Regions from separate parts of the Macaca mulatta genome. Here region 1 is linked to region 2. Evidence: chromatin contacts called from public Hi-C data. All regions are on one chromosome and are shown on one strand. Each heading gives the region's core, a stretch centred on a gene start, on an enhancer-like site or on the middle of the called end of the contact. The rest is flanking DNA. Distances are from core to core; before and after follow the strand shown.

The links. A called contact is a pair of places that touch in the nucleus more often than the background predicts.
Region 1: a contact with region 2 is called in a Hi-C map of blood, with 7 times the contacts expected there. The contact joins the enhancer-like site here to the promoter of YJEFN3 in region 2. A contact is called at or near these places in 5 of 14 Hi-C or Micro-C datasets (CD4 T cells, blood, cortical neurons and 2 more).

What each region holds. Positions count from the first base shown.
Region 1 is chr19:20,529,624-20,534,030 of T2T-MMU8v2.0, forward strand. No RefSeq gene overlaps it. Among named protein-coding and RNA genes, the nearest start is that of ZNF253, 68 kb to the left of the region's middle. Within about 2 kb of position 1,623, at least 34 of the 40 cell types and tissues checked have an H3K27ac peak or open chromatin away from gene starts, as enhancers often do. A contact at or near this core is called in blood, cortical neurons, fetal cortex germinal zone and 1 more, where this site is marked.
Region 2 is chr19:20,123,548-20,128,187 of T2T-MMU8v2.0, forward strand. YJEFN3 (YjeF N-terminal domain containing 3) reads left to right here and starts at 2,846. Exons shown (of 6, transcript XM_028840088.2): 1 at 2,846-2,926. The coding sequence starts at 2,868. It overlaps NDUFA13 (NADH:ubiquinone oxidoreductase subunit A13), which reads left to right. Exons shown (of 6, transcript XM_002801470.4): 3 at 95-173; 4 at 1,202-1,273; 5 at 1,626-1,695; 6 at 1,934-2,125. The coding sequence ends at 2,053.

The sequences.
Region 1 (4,407 bases), core at 373-2,872, 400 kb after region 2:
TTAACATCCAGGTTTTTACATATTACATATAACAGCATGAAAGCTGGTGCCCTACGGAAGCAAAAGAAACTGTCCCTAAGAACATAGAATTTTAGGGACATCAATTATTAAGAGGTTACATGGAAGCAGAAGTGCTCCTAGATGTTTACATTATCTAGATAGAAAAATTCAAGCTGAGCCCCAGTGAGTTAAGGAACATCCCCGACTGCTGTGAGTGATGGGCTTTCCATCAAAAGCACAGATGTGAAACCTGACAGGTTTTTTTTTTTTTTTTTTTTTTTTTTTTTTTTTTTTTTTTTTTTTTTTTTTTGAGATAGAGGCTCTGTCACCCAGGCTGGAGTGCGGTGGTGCGATCTCGCCTCACTGCAAGCTCTGCCTACCTGGTTCAGCCATTCTCCTGCCTCAGCCTCCCGAGTACCTGGGAGGCGCCCACCACCATGCCCGGCTAATTTTTTGTATTTTTGGTAGAGATGGGTTTTCACCGTGTTAGCCAGGATTGTCTCGATCTCCTGACCTCGTGATCCGCCTGCCTCGGCCTCCCAGAGTGCTGGGATTACAGGCGTGAGCCACCACGCCCAGCAACCTGACCAGTTTCAAATGACCCCCCGGCGCCCCACATCACAAAAGTTGCTCCCACAAATCTGGAATGCTGTCTGTTCCTAAGGGATCAGGTCCCACCTGTGTCTCTGAGACACTGACTTGAGATGAGGCCAATTAGTTCAAGCGTAAATGGCCTAAATCATCATCAGCTTCAGGTTGTGTTTTGCAGCTTGTCCACTTAAGAGGGTTGATAAAAAATGGCTCACAAGACACATGCCTGAGAAATGCGGTTTCCTCCTTTGCTCTTAGCAGATCCTGGGCAACCCAGTAATTAACCTTCTTGATTTCTCAACTTTCACATTTGCGAAAAGGACGCCAGTGCCCGTGGCATTTCCCGGAAGACGCAGCCCTTGTGACCCCCTACAAAGTTCTGAATTTCTGCGCAGGTGGGCCATCTGGCAGATTTCTCTCAAAAGCAGCTGAGCTTGGGCTCTGGCTAGAGAAGGCAGAGGGCTGAGGCACAACGGACATTGTCTCAGACATCAGGACAGTTTCCATAGCAGTTTAGGAAAGAAGGCAGCTCCCTGGGCTGGAGACGATGCAATGCTCTGGAAAGAGACTTGGGTGCAGGTGAGAGAGGAAACCCAGCTGCACCGGGCCAATGAGGGGAGGCCGAACCGCCCGATTTGGACAAAGGTAAAGTATACTTCCTAGCCTAATGCCCTCCTCAATGCCCAGCCCAGACCTACTCTTCACGACCCTAGCTGCAGTCACTCTCCCTGGCAAGGGGGCAGCATGGAATTGGTTGCCAGCAATACTTTGGACACCAGTAAGTCCACGGCGCTCTGCCCCTACCTCCAGGACTACGCACCGGCCCGATGCATACTGGGATTGTAGTTCTGAAGCAACCTACCCACTGGCTAAGAACGGTGAAGACACTACAACTCCCAGCATAGGAGGCGCTGCGCGCACCGCCCTGCCGCTTTCTGTGGGCTGCGAACCGCTCCCGAGCCTGGTACAGTCTGGGATTGTAGTCCTGTAGCCTTGTAGCCAAAGGGCTGGGAGTTGCTATGAGACTACATCTCCCAGAAAGCTCAGCGAGGCGCGGCCCGCTCTGTCCCTTCCTCCAGTGAGGCGCGCAGTCCCTGATCCCTGTGCACGCTGGGATTGTAGTCCTGCAGCCCTGCGATCACTGGCCGGCATTGATTAAGAAATTTCAGCTCCCGGCCTCGCTCCTCCATACCTTCAGAGCACTTCCGCCATGAGGAGGAGGAGCCTGGCTGTTCTTTAACCTCTCCTACTTGATGGGAGTGAACGTAGCCAAGGCAGCCTGTCTCACCAAGTAATTGTGATACCGCATCCCCCAGCGTGCTGGCTTCCTGACTTCCAAAATGCCGGAAGTTTGATTTCTCACAGAACTTCAAGGGTCCGGGATCGTTTCCCAGCCTGCTCAGAGTTGCCATGGTTCTCACCCTCTGGGAAGTTGGAACTCTCAGTGACACCATGTGTTCCTTGAAACTAATCTATGTTACCTTTTAGGCTTTTGAGACCATTTGAACTCTGACTTTGTGGCATTTATTACAAAATCTACTAAAATGGGGCAACTGTCTGATTTTACCTCGTTTTCCACACATGCTGGTTAGGCCATCTGTTAATTAGACATGGTTTTCTCCAAAAGGGGATTATCTCTTCCTGATTGCCTCCAAGAGAAGGATGAAATAGTTGGGGACTCTAAGGATCCATTTCCCAAATTTGGGATTCCACACTGATCATTCCTGGGAAAAATGTGACATTCTTTTCCATAACCACAATCTTAGGCCAGCCTGAGTGCCATCCTAGCCCGATGGGACTTATGGAACTCCAACTTAGTTCTGGTTAAGTTTTATGTAAATATGCTTGTCTGTGTTTCACCTGGCTCTACTACATAAAATGTCTAGGAGAAAGTAGGAGGTGACAAGAATACAGGTGAAATTACAGGTGTTGGAATGGGACACACTGATTCTGTGGAGGTAGAGGGAGAACAACAACCTGAAACCCAAGGAATGCACAACTTAAACCTCAGAAGCTGTGGGGAATGGAGGGGCATTAATTACTTTTTGTCTTTCTGAATTACTCCTCATGCAACCCAGAAAAGAGTATGGGAATCCTCTTGGGCCAGGACAGGAGTAGTATTTGTTAGACCAGAAAGTAAGGCAGAGGCTGTGAATTCATCTCCTCCTTTTGACTCCCCACATTACCCTTAAGAATCCTTTGAGACTGTTCTCTCTCTCTGTGATGTAGGTGTGGAATTCTAGGGGGCAGCGTGCACTCTCAATGCCCAGCTGTCTGAGACCACAGTTCCTTCAGGTGATGGATGATATGGTTTGGCTGTGTCCCCACCCACATCTCATCTTGAATTGTAGCTCCCATAACTCCCATGTGTTGTGAGAGGGACCTGGTGGGAGGTAATCGAAGCACAGGGGGGTGCGTCTTTCCCAAGCTGTTCTCGTGATAGTGAATATGTATCACGAGATCTGACGGTTTTACAGAGGGCAGTTCGCCTGCACATGCTCTCTTGCCTGCCACAATGTAAGATGTGACTTTGCCTCTCCTTGCCTTCCTCCATGATGTTGAACCGACTGCGGAACTCCAGCCATGTGGAACTGTGAGTCAATTAAACTTCCTTTCTTTGTAAATTACCCAGTCTTGGGTATCTCTTTATTAGTAGCATGAGAACAGACTAGTACTATGGAGAACCATTGTTTTTTTCAGAGGAGACTCAGTCCCACATGGGTAAGCTGAAGCTGGAAGCTAGGCAGCATTGATTACATTTTCTCCTTTTTCTGTAAACTGGGGCTCCTCCTTCCATTTTCCTACCACTTAGACATGAAGCTGTATTAGTCGATATGTGTGTGAAGTAGAGACACAGGTAAAGGAATCTTAGACAGCCCCTAGCATAGCTTGACTCTTGCCTATTGTCTTCCCACTTTATGAAATCTATTATGTTGGCACAGAGAGATACCTTAAGATGGGGTCTCTCAGGAGCAATTAGAGCAGCGTACTTCTAGAGAAGCTGATAGGACCGGGCAGGTGTGCCAGTAAGGATCAAAGCTTTTGTCCACATTTTTGAGTCGGTCTGTGTGTGGCAGATGACTTTGGGAAAAATCCCAGATCCCTGGAAGGAACCATTAAGAGAGGATTCATGTAGATCAGAACACTTGCGCGCGTGTTCATCAGTGTTTAAGTCGGATTCTCAGGGTTAAGTCTGTGGTAGGGCTGCAGGGCAATGCTTCCCTGTGAAAGATTCTGATCAGGTGTAAAATATGTGGCTCTGGCACAGGGAGGCATCTTTATCTGACAGAACATCATACTTCTGTGGATGTGAGATTCTTTGCCCTTCCTTAGCCGGGTACCACTGACTGTTTGAGAATCATGCATACATAGGCCTTTTTGTTTTGAATTTCTTAAATATTGGAACAGGAAAAAACATTTTTATCCATTTTCAAATTGAATAATAGCATGAGCAACTTCAGGGAAAATGTCACAGGAGGAAACTCTGGGGCCTTGCGTATCCCCAGAAATCTCCAAAATCCTGATACAACCTGTAGAATTCACCTTATCAACACTGATTTATTTGTTCATACAGATTTATCTTTTTTTTTTGAGACGGAGTCTTGCTCTGTCGCCCGGGCTGGAGTGCAGTGACCGGATCTCAGCTCACTGCAAGCTCCGCCTCCCGGATTTACGTCGTTCTCCTGCCTCAACCTCCTGAGTAGCTGGGACTACAGGCGCCCGCCACCTCACCCAGCTAGTTTTTTGTACTTTTTAGTAGAGACGGGGTTTCACCGTGTTCGCCAGGATGGTCTCGATCTCCTGACCTCGTGATCC
Region 2 (4,640 bases), core at 1,596-4,095:
GGCAGCGCCTGGAACAGCCACAACAGCCGCTGGGAGCTGTGGAGGAGGGTGTCTGAGTGGGGGCTGGCCCGCTGAGCAGCGCCTCTCTCCACAGGCTACAGCATGCTGGCCATAGGCATTGGAACCCTGCTGTACGGGCACTGGAGCATAATGAAGTGGAACCGTGAGCGCAGGTAAGGCCCCCGGTGGGCGTTGTCTGAAAGTCGTCCTGGCCAGTTGTCAGGATCCTGTAGCATTCTGCTGTTTCCTGTGCTGGCAAGGGGTGAACTGGCCCCTTGAACTTGGGCGTGCAGTCTCAGGCCCCAAAAAGTGCAGATCCAGCACTTCCATTTCTAGGCTCTGTCCTCCAGATGTCTCCATGCCTGTAATCCCAGCACTTTGGGAGGCCAAGGTTGGAGCATTGCTTGAGCCCAGGAGTTCAAGACCAGCCTGGGGAATAGAGCGAAACCCTGTCCCCCCGCCCCGTCCAAAAAAATGTGTCTAGTGAGGAGGGCTGGGACCCACGGATCCAGGTTAGTGACAGGGTATGAGTGGGGGGCCTGCCTTGGGCCTTCTAAGCAGAATTTTGTCAGAGGTGACCAGGCTCAAACCAGACCACACCAGGCAGTGGCCGCACAGGGCCAGATGAACTAGGGCCAGGCGCCCCCCTCTCCCTGTGTCACAGGCTGGGCGCTGCTTCCCCACACCCCCCTCCACCCGACACAGGCCAGGCAGGGCTGGAAGATGGGGGTCATTGCAGGGAACTTGGAAGCTGCCAGAAAGCAGGGAGAAGAAAGGATTGTGGCCCCGCCTGCCCCAGCCTCACACACTGTGATTATTTCGAGAGACAGGGTACATGGTTTTGTGAGGCCCAGAACCCCGTGATGAAGCCACCCCCTCCTTCATCGCGATCATCAGGCAGAGTTATTTTTAGGATAAAAAAGTTTTTAATTGCAAAGAAAGTAGAAAGCCAGCAGTCTTGTGGGCAGTCACTCGTGCAGCTACCTGCACACGCCCTCCTCTCAGGCTCCTGGTGGGCTCTGCCCACGACCCTCACCCTGCTCGCTGCCTGCCTCCCGCCCCGCCCCCCCCCCAGCTATTCCCCCAGCTCCCCATTCCCTGCCTCTTCCCCCAGCAGCACTCTGACCCCTGAGGCTGGTGCTGCCTATGCTCCCCTGACCCAGCCTGGTCTGACCTGAGTGTGGGTTTCGGGCTTTCACAGGCGCCTACAGATCGAGGACTTCGAGGCCCGCATCGCGCTGATGCCACTGTTCCAGGCAGAAACTGACCGGAGGTAGCACTGCTGGGGCCAAGATCGGGAGGTCACTGGCCTGAAGGCCCCAGGCTGCAGGGCCTGACCTGCATCCCCGAAGGTGGCCAGAATGCCCATGGGGGCCATTGCCATGTGCCGTCAGCTGCATCCTCAGAGAGGCGTGGAGACTTAGTGGAGACCCAAGGGGGTGAACCGGAAGGCTTCCTGGAGGAGGAGGCAGCACTGGGGCTGGGGCAGGAGAAAAGCTAGGAGTTTGCCGGGGGAAAGGGAGACAGGGTCGGAGGGAGGCTTGAAGGGGTGCCACCAGGGGCCCTAGGCAGGGGCCTCTCAGGGCACTGAGGCCCCACCCCCACCATCGGCCCCATCCCCACAGGACCTTGCAGATGCTTCGGGAGAACCTGGAGGAGGAGGCCATCATCATGAAGGACGTGCCCGACTGGAAGGTGGGTCCCCGGCTAGGAGGGCAGGGATGCCAGCCACGGCAGAGACAGGGCCTGGGGTCGGGTAGCTCTCACAGCTTTCTATAGAAACCCCAGGACCAAGGCGGTGGTGGGTGCTGGGTCCCAGGAGGGAAGGCTGTAGCGCCTGGCCATGCATAGGGGCCACTGGTCCTGGGGGATGGGTCCCAGCAGGCTGTATGTGGGTGGCTGTGCCTCTACCCATACCCCACTGTCCCCACAGGTGGGAGAGTCTGTGTTCCACACAACCCGCTGGGTGCCCCCCTTGATCGGGGAGCTGTATGGGCTGCGCACCACGGAGGAGGCTATCCATGCCAACTACGGCTTCATGTGGTATACCTAGGCCCTGTGCCCTCCGGCCACCTGGATCCCTGCCCCTCCCCACTGGGATGGAATAAATGCTCTGCAGACCTGGCCTGCCTGTTTTCCTGGGGACTGGGGGAGAGAAGGAGGAGAGGGCCCAGCTAGGCACCACCAGCTCACATGTAGCATGGGGACGGAACAGATGCGATACAGGGTGGCCTCAAAACACACCTAGGGGCTGCCCCTGGATCCACCACCAGCCTCCTCTCTGCCTCGGATATGCCCGGACTCTCCTGCCTCCCTGTTGAAACCCTGCCTGTCAGCAGCCCGCTCACCCCTCCAGGCTGGGGGCCCCTGGGTCAGCTTTGGGTCAGACCTTCTCCACGGAGGTCTGGGGAATGGGAGGAGCCTTGACCTCCCGGATGCAAGTGATCCTCCCGCTTCAGCCTCCCGCGTCACTGCAATTACAGGCGTGAACCACCATACCCTGTGCGGCCCCGCCAGTTGTAGGCATGGCGAGGGTATTTGGCTGCGGAGGGGCTCCTCGCTCCCTGAGAGGGAAGCTCAGAGACACAGGGATATCTGCAGGGAAACCAAGTTGGGTGAGGCAACCAAGATTGGCCAGGTGACTCTGCTATGGGATCCTGGCAGTTCCGCTCCTGGCACGAAAGGGTTAAGTCCGTCTGAGTCCACCGACCAATGGTGACGCGCAGCGCCTTCGAGGCGCCTCCTGAGTGGCGGGCACGCAGGGTGGGCGGGAGGGAGGAGAATAGCGGGCACCCTCTCCCCCCGGGAGTGTGCTTAAAAGGCGGTGGTGGTGGCGGCAGCGCCCGGTGCCCCGGCTGACCTCGGCCATGAGCAGCGCAGCCGGCCCAGACCCGTCGGAGGCGCCCGAGGAGCGGCGTTTCCTCAGGTCAGCGGGGGAGAGGGACTCTGGAGACGGGCTTGGCTCTCATGGGGCCAGGAGCAGCCAGTAGGACTGGAGGCAGAGGCATAGCTGGGACAGAATGGGGTCCGGGGACTGGAGACGGGCACAGCCAGGATGGAGGTTCAGCGGCAGAGGCATGACCACGGTGGGGAATCGCAGGCAGGGATATGGCAAAGAGGAGCCTGGGAATCCCGGGAATCCGAGACCCGCCTGGTATCTTGCTGGAGACACTGAACTGCGTTGCTGGGGAAACTGCCTCCGGGGGCAACCCCGCCCCTCATGAATGATTCATCAACAGCGCTGGTCACTCCCGCACAGAACCCCAACCGTGACCCAACCCCACTCTCCATCTCTCCCAGGGACCTTGGAGCTGCAGCCCCAACTTCCCGACATGGGAAGAGCTGAGCTGAGCTCAAATGCTACCACCTCCCTTGTCCAGAGGAGGAAACTGAGGCCTGGGGAAGGCAGTCATGGCTAGAGCAGATTTGGAACACACTGGCTGTTTGCCAGAGGTTGGTGAGTTTGGGATCTGAAACTAGCGCCGTAGCTGTGACTCCCACCTCATCCTCCTCAGCCTTTGTGACATGGGACCCCAGGCAAGGCTGTGGACCTCACTGTGAACCAGATGCGTCCAGCAGCTCCTGCCCACTGCCCACCTAGCAGGGCACATGTCCCCTCAGCCAGTGTCCAGACTCAGTCTAGGGAATAGTGTTCTAGGAGCTGGACCCGGGACTTCAACTGGTGTGGGGGGCCTCAAATGCTAAGTGAAGGGAGCGATGGGGCTCTCAGGGGTGGGTAGGAGCGAGAACCTAGTGGAGAACCGGCTGACAAGGCTGGAGACACAGAAGGGCCTCTTAGGCATGGTGAGGAGTTTGGAGCTTGAATGTTCCCAGAGCCCTCGGGAGCCATCAGCAGGTTTGGGATCCTGTGATGCAATCTGGTGTTCAAGTTTTCAAAGCACCCTAGGCTCGTGTTGAGTTTTGGAGGCAGGAGACTGGTGTGTGTGGCCCTGTGGTGGTCTGGTGGGCAGAGGTGTGAGGAGGAGAGAAGCAGGTAGGACTGAGGCAGGGTGAGTGTGGCATGGGCACCCTGGCCTGAGGTTTCACCTCCCAGAGAGCCCCCTCCTGGAAGCATTTGGGGAGTGTCAGGCCCAGTTCCCTTTGGACCCAGGCCACCTCAGGCTTCCTGGGTCTGACAGGGAAATCCTTGGGGCCTTGAAGCTTCTCTCATCTGGAGGCTGAGATTGGGGGGAGCAAAAGGCACCTCTGAACACCCCCAGAATCCCACAACAGCAGAATGGACCTGTCCTGCCTGCCACCCTCCTCCACCAGGCTCCAATTCCCACGAAACTTCCCCCCCCAACCCACAGCTGCTGCTGCGCCCCACCCCCAGGTTCCTAACCTGGACAACCCTCTGCCCACAGAGCCCCCATTATCATTTTAATGACCAGTTAGGCAGGAAGAGAATGTTCCAAGTGGCTTCCAGAGACCAAAGCTTTGGGACAGAAGAAGAGAAATGCATCACCATCCCGCTCTCCACTTCCTCCCCACACCCTCCTGCAGGGGCAGCAGTCAGAGCTGTCACAAGATGGAGGTGGAGGAATGAGCCATGTTCCCAGCCTGCCAGATTCCTCACCCGGAATGCAAACGCACCTTCTCCTATGTGCTTTCCTGGGAGCTGTGCTGGCCTTCCCGGGGAG